Linked DNA regions of Mus musculus: region 1 is linked to region 2. Evidence: chromatin contacts called from public promoter capture Hi-C data. All regions are on one chromosome and are shown on one strand. Each heading gives the region's core, a stretch centred on a gene start, on an enhancer-like site or on the middle of the called end of the contact. The rest is flanking DNA. Distances are from core to core; before and after follow the strand shown. Region 1 overlaps Inpp4b (inositol polyphosphate-4-phosphatase, type II). Region 2 holds the start of Inpp4b (inositol polyphosphate-4-phosphatase, type II).

The links. Promoter capture Hi-C pulls out the DNA fragments that hold promoters and counts their contacts.
Region 1: a contact with region 2 is called in a promoter capture Hi-C map of the C10 cell line, with 3 times the contacts expected there. The contact joins the enhancer-like site here to the promoter of Inpp4b in region 2. A contact is called at or near these places in 2 of 39 promoter capture datasets (the C10 cell line and embryonic stem cells), 2 of 484 Hi-C or Micro-C datasets (embryonic stem cells and uterus), 1 of 115 datasets of contacts at active chromatin or transcription factors (bone marrow-derived macrophages) and 1 of 9 other capture datasets (liver).

Annotation. Positions count from the first base shown.
Region 1 is chr8:81,592,476-81,597,297 of GRCm38.p6, reverse strand. The region is part of intron 2 of Inpp4b (inositol polyphosphate-4-phosphatase, type II); the gene reads right to left. Among named protein-coding and RNA genes, the nearest start is that of Gm51582, 250 kb to the right of the region's middle. Within about 2 kb of position 2,792, at least 7 of the 459 cell types and tissues checked have an H3K27ac peak or open chromatin away from gene starts, as enhancers often do.
Region 2 is chr8:81,339,373-81,344,317 of GRCm38.p6, reverse strand. It overlaps Inpp4b (inositol polyphosphate-4-phosphatase, type II), which reads right to left and starts at 1,756. Exons shown (of 25, transcript NM_001024617.3): 1 at 1,521-1,756. It overlaps Gm51582 (classical arabinogalactan protein 9-like), which reads left to right and starts at 1,665. Exons shown (of 2, transcript XM_030243908.1): 1 at 1,665-2,064. The coding sequence starts at 1,676.

The DNA.
Region 1 (4,822 bases), core at 1,543-4,042, 250 kb before region 2:
ACCAACTCTTCCACCCTCATTGTCTCTTCTTCTGCCTCTGATATTTTGTCCCAAACTCTGACTTCTTTCCTTTCAACCAAGTTAAATTTAACATGTTTTTAATTTAAAAATTATTTACATTCAAAAGTATATACCATATTTGTGTGTGACTTCAGACACTAGGTTTGATTACATTAAAGAAGTCAAATGACCATGGTTCCCATGCACTGATTAGCACATCTAATGGGCAATTGTGATTGCAGATAATCACAATGAATTACTGTCCCTATTATTTAATCCACTAATGAACATTTTTCTTATCACACAAACCCAGTCTGTAAGTCACTGAATACATAGCATAATTGATTCCTTGCTATAAAATGTCAAAGGAGTTTTGTTCCATCTACTGGGAGAGCAGGTTTTTAGAGCTACCATAGAAGTGAGCAAAATGACTACACAATGAGAATTTGGCCAAAGGAATGCCAAAGTTAAATAGAATCATACTATTACAAAGAATGCACCAGTCAAGGAAAACATGGACATATATTTTTTCTAATTAATGTTTTTGAAGACTGTACTCAAAAATGGTTGATAGTTTCTGCTACACACCAACTATACAGGAAACATTAGATAGATAGATAGATAGATAGATAGATAGATAGATAGATAGATAGATAGATAGATAGATAGATAGACAGACAGACAGACAGATAGTAGATAGTAGGTAGTAGACCATTCCATATTTTTTTCTGTTTTATACCAAGACAACTTACTTCATGAATATTTAGTCTTTTCCCACATACTTCAGTTGTATGTGGCTGCTGCATTATTAATAAATATTAAAGATCTGTGTTAAGATGTCAAGACTGGGTCCCTTCAATTTTATCTTCTCATCCCAAAGTATTTCCTACTCTCTATTGGCATGTGTACTGTTGAGTTCTTTCTGTTGCCAGCATGGAAATATGCCATTCTACTCAAAACCAAAAAAGGAAATGTCTTGCACATGTTGAGAAGTATGGCACATTGGCATGTGTGTGACCCAGGAAACAGTTGTGAGCAAATTATTCCTGTGTAAATGGGGCACTGATTGTGTGTGTGTGTGTGTGTGTGTGTATTTCCCCCCTCCAGGAAATGTCTGAGAGCAAGGTGTGCCTGTGTAAATTGGGCACTGACATGTATATGTCCCAGGAAACAGTTGTGAGCAAGAAGGAGTGTTGTGTGAATGAATGTATGTATTCATTCGTCACTGTCCCCTCAGGAATGAAGGACCCTGACACTGGTGTGGCACTCACTTAAAGACACTGACTTGCAGAGCTGAGGTGGAAGGACTTTGGAAGACTTCCTTGTTTCTCACAACCACACCACCATAGTCTCACAAAACAGAGGAAAGAAAACATTTGCATGTAATTAGTAGTCTTAAGAGGTTACTGAACATCTCAGCTAATAAGATTTTGGTGGATATATTGAAACAAATGCTTAATGTCTTAAGCATTTTGGAGGAGCTATGTTTTGATGTAGGTCAAAACACCCAAGTTCCATTCGAGAGACTTCTGATCTTAGACTATATTCTTATAGTTCCTGCACCTCTCTCCAGCTTATCATAAAATAAGATGCCTATTTTTATATTTATAAGTCTCATGGTTGTGATTCAATAAATTGTCAGTAAATGGCTAGCAAGCGTTGAATAAGTCTATATATATATGTTTATATTTACATATATATATCAATATCATATATAGTACATGTATGTTTATATATAATGCAAACCATTATCTGTAATTGTGAGCTTTACATTTATAAAGTCAATGAACTCTACATAATTTTTTTAAAAATAGTGTTTATATGAATATGTAAGTACTATCTTTTCTTAAAACTCATTCCCTAAACAGTCAACAAATATGCAATGTCTACAGTGTACTATGTATTCTAAGTAATATAAAAATGATTTAATGTCTTCATTTTTATAAAAGACTTAATTATGATCACAATCTTTGGTACACATGGAGTGACATGGAATCATTTACTACAGATACATAGTGATGGCTATTAACTTTGTGTGTGTGTATAATACATATGTACCTACATAGATTTATATCCTTTTCTATATGTAACATTTGTGAGTTGATTTTATTTTCTGCTGTTTTTGTATCAGGAACTCAATTGCCAATACAAGGTATCAGATAGAAAAGACTAACAGGTGTTTAGGAACTCATTACTGTCTTCAAGGAAATGGGCTGCTTGCTATAGAAATGGTTGCATTTCTTGCTTGCTATGCCCCTCCACTCCCACCTCACCTTCTGCTATGGAATTATGCATTCAGCAGATGACTTGTTAAACTGGACTTACTAACTTCCATACCTTAAGCTGACAAACTGTTACTCATTGTCAACGATCCAGTCTTTGGTGCTCTGTCACAGCATCACAAAGGGAAGAGCTTCTTTATACCTACTGTGATTTTCTCACAGGTCTTACTGTTTACGACAGAAAGAAGAGAAAAATCTCATCATCGTCTTAGCTCATCACCAGGCTCTTTATAGTAAAAATGGAGGAATAAAAACAAACAAAAAACCAAAACCAAAAAAGCTACCTGATTCTTTTATACCCACTTGTTTTTTTTTTTCTTTTTACAGTCCAGATGGTACCAGATGATGATGATGTCTACAGGAATAGAGGCAGCTGCACATGAGCTAGGCATATATATGACCATGTGAAAAATAATTTCTGTTTTATCAGGGACAGAGTAGTATAAACCAACCTCCAGAAACTCTCAGGGATAAGTGGTGCTCAGAAGTAGCTCCTTCAAGTCTATCTAGAATGTCTTTCAGAGACACTTTATGAAAGCACAGCCTCTCAGGAAGTTCTACAAAGCCACCACCTTTACTGGCAGAGCGTTTTCTTATCACACCATCTTGGCTAAATGTGCTCATTTAGTTTACCTAGTTTAATATTTAAATAAAAACCTTCCATCTTGGCACTGCCTGGTGCTCCTGTTCAGGTCAGTTTGTTAAACTGCCCCCCACTGGGTCATGTTTGAACATTTGACTCCAGCTGGTAGGACAGTTTGGGGAGTTTGTGAGACTTCCGAGATGTAGAAAGCCTTGTTGGTAATGTAGAACATTAGGGTAAGACCCAACCTTACTACTGACTTCAAAAAGCGCATAAGCCAAGCCACATCTTCAAACTGTAAGCCAAAATAAACCTGCCCTCTTGTGAGGTATTCTTTTCTAGTGGCAAGAGAGTCACTGGCATAAAAATAGTAGTAATAAGAAGAGTGGTCAGTGCCCTGATTAGACAGGCCATGGATTTGTAGGCCTCTGCAAATGGTTTGTGGGAGGAATGTAAAAAGTTTGAAGCTATGGGATGAAGTCCCAGACTGCTGTATTTAGTGCTTAATAGACAATTGTAGAACATCCAGAAGACCTGAGTGCCAACAGAAAAGCCGATGATTAATAACTGTGTTCATTCTGTGGGTCCACTGAGTCAACTAACTGGAATTCATGGGAACTTATAGGGCTCTGATGTAGGTCCTCGGTGTGTAAGTTTGGCTGAAAAGCTTGGTGTTCTCGTGGAAATCCTAACAGTGGGAGCAAAAGCTATCTCTGATTCTTTTTCTACTTGTGGGACCCTATTCCTCCTACTTAGTTGCATTGTCTGGCCTTGATGTGCCTGATTTTTATAGCTTGTTATTGCTTGGTTGATGTCCATGGGAGGCCTGCTTTTTCTGAAGGGAGGTGGGGGGAGTCTGGGGTGGGGTAGAGTGAGGTGAGGGAAAAAAACTTGATTTCTACAGACTCATCATTAGGATTAAAGGAATGTCATAAAGGCACTTTAATTAAAAATATTTTACTAATATAAAACACTAAATAAGGTTACTTACACAATCCATTAACAAAAAGAACTGCTTTCATAAGGCTTCAAAGGGGAAGAAGAATCTTGTCTTCAATGGGATAGAGACCATTTATCATTTATGTTACATTTGGCAAGTGAGTTGTTTTCACTCGGGCTGAGTCCTGGGAAGGAAAGTGGGGCTGATTTCCTGGGCTGAGACAATTTTCAAGGTAATGTAACTTCAGACTGGAGAATACTTTATCATGAAATTTTACAGCTAGACCCCAGATATTTCTGAAAATATTAAACTAAACTAAACTAAAATAAACTAAACTAAACTAAACTAAACTAAACTAAACTAAACTAAAATAAATAGAAGTGCACTGAGAAAATAAAGCTTTGGCCAGGGTGGATCTGGACAATGGCTCTAATTGTTAAAGATATTCAGCACTATTAAAGAGGAAAAAGCCTCACTTTACACCAGAATAGGAAAGATGTCTGAAGGGCAAGAGCCTGCCCATCAGTGACTCCATGGTATAAAGTAAAAGCTCATTAAAATTTTTGACCTCAAAACATAAACTGTCTGTGAAAAAAAAAGTGTCTAGACAGAGAATGCCAGCGCCTGGGCATCCTGCCTGTGCAGAATCATATAGGGATGTGCCTTTCATGGTCTAACTGTGTAGAAATTGAGTTTATGCAGCCATAGTTCAGCAAGCCATGGCTATGCATTGAGCTGGCAAAGGAACTTGACATCATCCTGATGGTGGAGGTTTTGCTGACAAGCACCTCATAAGAGTTGAGGACTCATGGATGTTGACACCAAGATTCTAGTGAAGTTAGGTGATATGTAACTAGATGAGATCCCACATGTGGAGCTTCTGAGAGAGATTTAAACAAAACTGTGATGTTAAGGCCATGCATTAGAGACCTAGGACGTTAAAGATACCAGGAATGCATTAGTTCTGCAAAATGGCTACCAACACTGAGTATGGTAAAGCTAAGAGAGGCCATGTGT
Region 2 (4,945 bases), core at 507-3,006:
GTCTCTGAACCAAGTCAGATTGATAACATTCTGATTCCAGAACTCACTAAGAAAATTTCTGTGCGAACAAGTCCTCTAAATGTAGATGTACACCTATAAAAGGGGCCACCTAGTGCCCATCATAGGAGAGATGAACTCATCCCTGTCTTCTGCTCTTTCATGTATTTTATAGAGCTACACCTTTATAAATAACTTCTTTCAGACTGAAGGGAAATGTAAGCAAAATGTAATACCCACATAATGACCTCAAATGTCATTTTGGAAAGAGCAAGGAAGCCAGAATCAGGAGAAAGAAAAACATAAAGTAAGATGAACAAAGAAGACATTCTACATCATTTAGACCAGCGTGACTGAATGTCCCGCAGGGTTTCCCTGGTAAGTTGACGCTGCAGGAACCACATAATCAACTGAGCATCCTTTCCCTTAACAAACCTCGGTCCCCTAACAGCACTGCTGCCTCTCTCTCCTCTGGGGTTTTTCCAATAAGTTTTGTGTGGCTGCAACTATCTCATCAATATGCACATCCCTACCTATAAAGCTTCTGTCTCCAAACAGAAACCTCTGGGTGTCCTCTGGGGCAGAAACCACCTCCCCTGAGGGAAGCAAAATCAAAGGTGGAGAGGGGCAAACACCGGTGCCTCTGGTTCTCGCATCACCTAGAGCTAGCCAGTTGCAAGCCTGAAAGTCCATACTAGCAGCAGGCTCCTGGGTTTGCTCAGGACCCTTGTCCTGCTAGAGGGGCCAGATAAGCTCAAGTAGGCTGTAGTGCAAATTTGAGACTCCAGAGGAGCCTCTCATCACCCACTCTTACTTTGAAGCCCTGATTTTCTAACTCTTTCTTGACTTCTCTTTGGGGTAGGTAGAACATGAAGGTAGCCTAGGGGTAACAGGCCTGACTTGGGGGGGTGGTGTTGGGGGGACGGAGAGGGCAGGAGTTGCTGAAGGTGGGGCTGGAGATAGCCATGAAAAGAGAGCTCTTTAGGCAACTGCAACCCCAGCATGCCTTCCTTGTTCTAAGGACCAGGACCACTTCCTCTGAAGCAGGAGACAGCCAGTGACTGGGACTAGGGTTGAGAAGCAGTCCCTAAGCACTCCAGGTCGCTGCAGCACCTTTTAAGAACAGCTCAAAGGGACCATAAGCTGGGCCAGAACTCAGTGTCACCTGGGAGTTGGAACTCATATGTGTGTGCGTGTGTGTGTGTGTGTGTGTGTGTGTGTGTGTGTGTGTGTGTGGTGTTCACCCCAGACCAAGCGAGCTCCACTAGACAGTAATCAGGGTCACAGGGGTACCACCAGCAGCCAGGGTCCCTGGGAAGCAAGGCTGAAGGGACGATCTTGGCTGCAAGCTGGGAAACTTGATAAGAAACACACCAGCTGTCTCTCAGGCAGGACGTACTCCCCACCACCACCACCCTGAACTGTCCGATGCGCACGACTACAGCCTATGGATTCACCCATCCTCACCCTCCGCACCCTGCAAAATTCCCTCCCGAGCCCCAGGATCCCAGGCAGGATGTTACCTCTTGCAGAGGCTGAGTAGGGGGCGATAGCAGCGGCAGACACTTTTCAGGATGACTTTCCTGCGTTCTCCAGTGAAAGCGTGTGCGCCCAAGCAGAAGCTGTAACCTGCTATTTATAGCGGCGAGCTCAGCACCCGGGGCTGGGAACCCGGAGGATGGTAGCGTGCAGGGCGCGGGCCGAGCCTCCCCGCTCCCCGCTCCCTGCTCTGGGCTGGCAGCTCACGCTCCGCCCGCCGCCCCGCAGCGCGCGCCCGGGAGAAGTTGCTCCTCGCCCGCAGCTCACACGCCCCCTGGCACTGTCGCCACGTCCCCACCCCCAACGCCCTGCCTCTCTTCCTCCTCGTCTTAGGCTCACTCCCTCGGAGCGGTCTCCTCCCAATGTCACCAACCAGCCACCAAAGAGGAACAGCAGCAGTCTCGCAACTGGTGCAGCTCGCCTCCCTGCCACAGATGGAGTTGGTGGCCCGACCGCACAGCTCGAAATGACCACAACACGCTGCTTCTGTTTACTGACACCCACCACTCAGACTCTGCTGTCTCTGGGGTCAGCTGCCAATCCTGGGGTGCGGGATCACAGGGGCGAAGCGCGCGGGGCGGGGGGGGGGGGGGGCAAGGCAATCACAATGCGACCCGGACAGGAGAAGAGACTGCAGAAGGCGGAAATGTAAAAGGATGTGAGAAGGTAGCTCAGACTAGTCCCCACTGACTGTCCCTGGGAGGAGGATTGGGCGTTAGAGGAGTGTGAAGCGCTGTCCCACGTTCTGGTGACTTCTGCGTGTCACGGTCCTGAGAACTGCTTCTCCCTTGCCAGTGTTTTCCCCTAGACCCAGACTGAGCAGACCTGGGCACAGGGGCAGCCCACAGCCACTCCCCACCTTGCAGAGTGCCTAAGTGTTCCCAACCACCAGGCTCATGCCTTTGACAGCCTGGTTGTGTGGAGACAATCCGCCCTCGGTGTGTTTGAGGTGTCAGAAAATTTTGGTGTGTAATCACGCTGTCTGGAAAGAGACTGAAACTCCCCCACTTCCTCGCGAACAAACCCGAGGGGTGAGGGGTAGTCTGGATAGTCCGGCCTGTGGGGGTGGGGCAAATGACTCTCTCCATCTGCGCCTTACAGGTGCCACCTGGCGGCTTTCCTAGAGAGGTTTTGTCCACTCTGCTCAGAGGTAATTCTTCTCAGAGCTTACCCACAAAGGCACACTAGTCCTTTTTCTTCCTTGCAACCCTTTAAACTGGCACTCTAAATAAAGTAAAAACGCGTGTACACAAGTGTGACATTTGTCACACAAAGAGCCTGGAATCTTAAAGTCAGTGAAATCAATTTGGGTTAAGGCAGTGCTTAACAGTATTACAGTATTACAAAATGGGAAGCTGTGTCTGCCCCCAGCTGTCACCCCTGCTGTCACTGCCTGAATCGAGACATCCATTTACTTCCCAAGTATTTGCTACTAGATATTATCTTTGTTGATGAGGGCAGGGAGTTTGATGGTTTAAATTTATGTGTGTGGGGGCGGGGTGCTAGTGGTGGTGTGAGGGTGTCTTTGGTTGGTTCCGTTGGTTGATTGGGTTGGTTGGTTGGTTGGTTGGTTGGTTGGTTTGGGTTGGTTGGTGGCTGAGTTGGTTAGTGGGTGGGTAATTGAGTGGGTGGGTGGATTGGTTAGGTTGCTTGTTTGATAGGTTGGTTGAGTTGGTTAAGTTGGTTGGTTAGCTGGTTTGGATGGTTAGTTTGGTTAGTTGATTGGTTTGGTTGGTTGCTTGGTTTGGCTGGTTGGTAAGTTGTTAGGATTGATTCCTTTGGTCAGTTAGCTAGCTTGAATGATTAGTTTGTTTGGCTAGTGGGTTAGTTTAGTTGGTTGGGTTGGTTAGTTGGCTGATAGGTTGGTTGAATTAGTTCTGTTGGTCGGTTGTCTGGTTTGGTTGGTTAGTTCATTTGATTAGTTTGTTAGTTGGTTAGTTCATTGGTTGGTTGATTGATTGGTTGGTTTGGTTGGCTAGTTGACTGGTTTAGTTGATTGATTGGTTTGGGTTGGCTAGTTGCTTGGTTGGATTTGTTTGGTTGGGTTGGTTAGTTTGGTTTGGTTTGGTTAGATGTTTGCTTAGTTTGGTTTTCAGATACTTTCTTTAGCCTCTACACTCCCAGAGCTTGGAGTAGTATTGAATACACCATGGCTCCAACAAGTGCTTAGAGACTGACTCAAAACCCTGTGGGTTAGAAGCTGGGTTGCCTTCCTCTCACCCTAGTCCCCAAAGTCCTCCCTTGCTTTCTCTCCAATTCATTTCTGTTCTGCTCAGCCATTATGTCATCATAGGTGAACTGAAGGGGGAAAAGTGGGATTTTGAGGACCAACTTGTCCATTAGACCCTGTCACTCTTGAGGTGTTGGCTATGCACCTGTAACATGCAGTTGCCAGCCATCTTCATGCAATCTACTGGAAAAAATGGTGCAGATCATCTGCTGGCAGAAGTTCAGCCCAGAAAAATACACAGAATGGAAGACAATGAAACCGGAGCTCCAGAGCTTCACCTCACTAGGACTTATGCATCTGTTCCCTGGCCTCAGAGGAAAAAAAAATAGTGCAAAAGGAAGATGGAGCTCTTAGACAATGAGGTTAGATGCTGCCATAGAAGCATCAGAATCAGAAAATTGTTCCCTCTAAAATAGAGTTGTCAAGCAGAGTTACTGACTGGACAGGAACACTCAAAGTAAGGCGCCCCTCAAAAGCCCCAGTGTGATTAAAATTCAGACACAGGTCATTCTGACCAATCTCCTTCACAGAAGGATGTGGCATATATATGTAACTCAACTGGAAAGTTTAAAATAAAAGGAGGGGAGTGCTCTATCAGACCTGTGTACCACACAGCATTATAGAGATTTCCATCAGCCTGCTATGTACCTATTTTGGTTATTTGCTGTTACTTCCCCTGCTTAGGTCTGGAAGATGCCAGTGCTTCTGTGGCTTAAATTCATTCAACCTCTGCTTTCACAGCCCTGGAGTTTCAGCCACTTCTGCTGCTGAAATGAAACTCCATTTGCCAGGGAAGGACAGAATAGTTTCTCATTTCCTTTTGATATACCTTTATAGAGTCAAAAGTTAAAGGTGACTCCCAAGAGTTAGCATGCTCTCTAAAGCAATAAAATCAAGCCAGCGGCCATGAGTCTGGTATCACACCTCCTATGCAATAAGGTAGTTTGCTCACTTTCCATACATATATTCATTATCTTTAGAGAGGCCATCTGTGAGCATCTCTACTCTAACAATTTTTTGCCATTCAAAATTTCTTCTGAAATGTGTGGTATGGGACTTTGTCCTTAACCATAATTATCCATTCATGTTTATGATACTCAGCAAAGCAAGTCTTTGGTTTTGCCCATTTTTTTTCTCTTGTATGGAAAAGAAATTCTTTACTCATACCTTTAATCATAT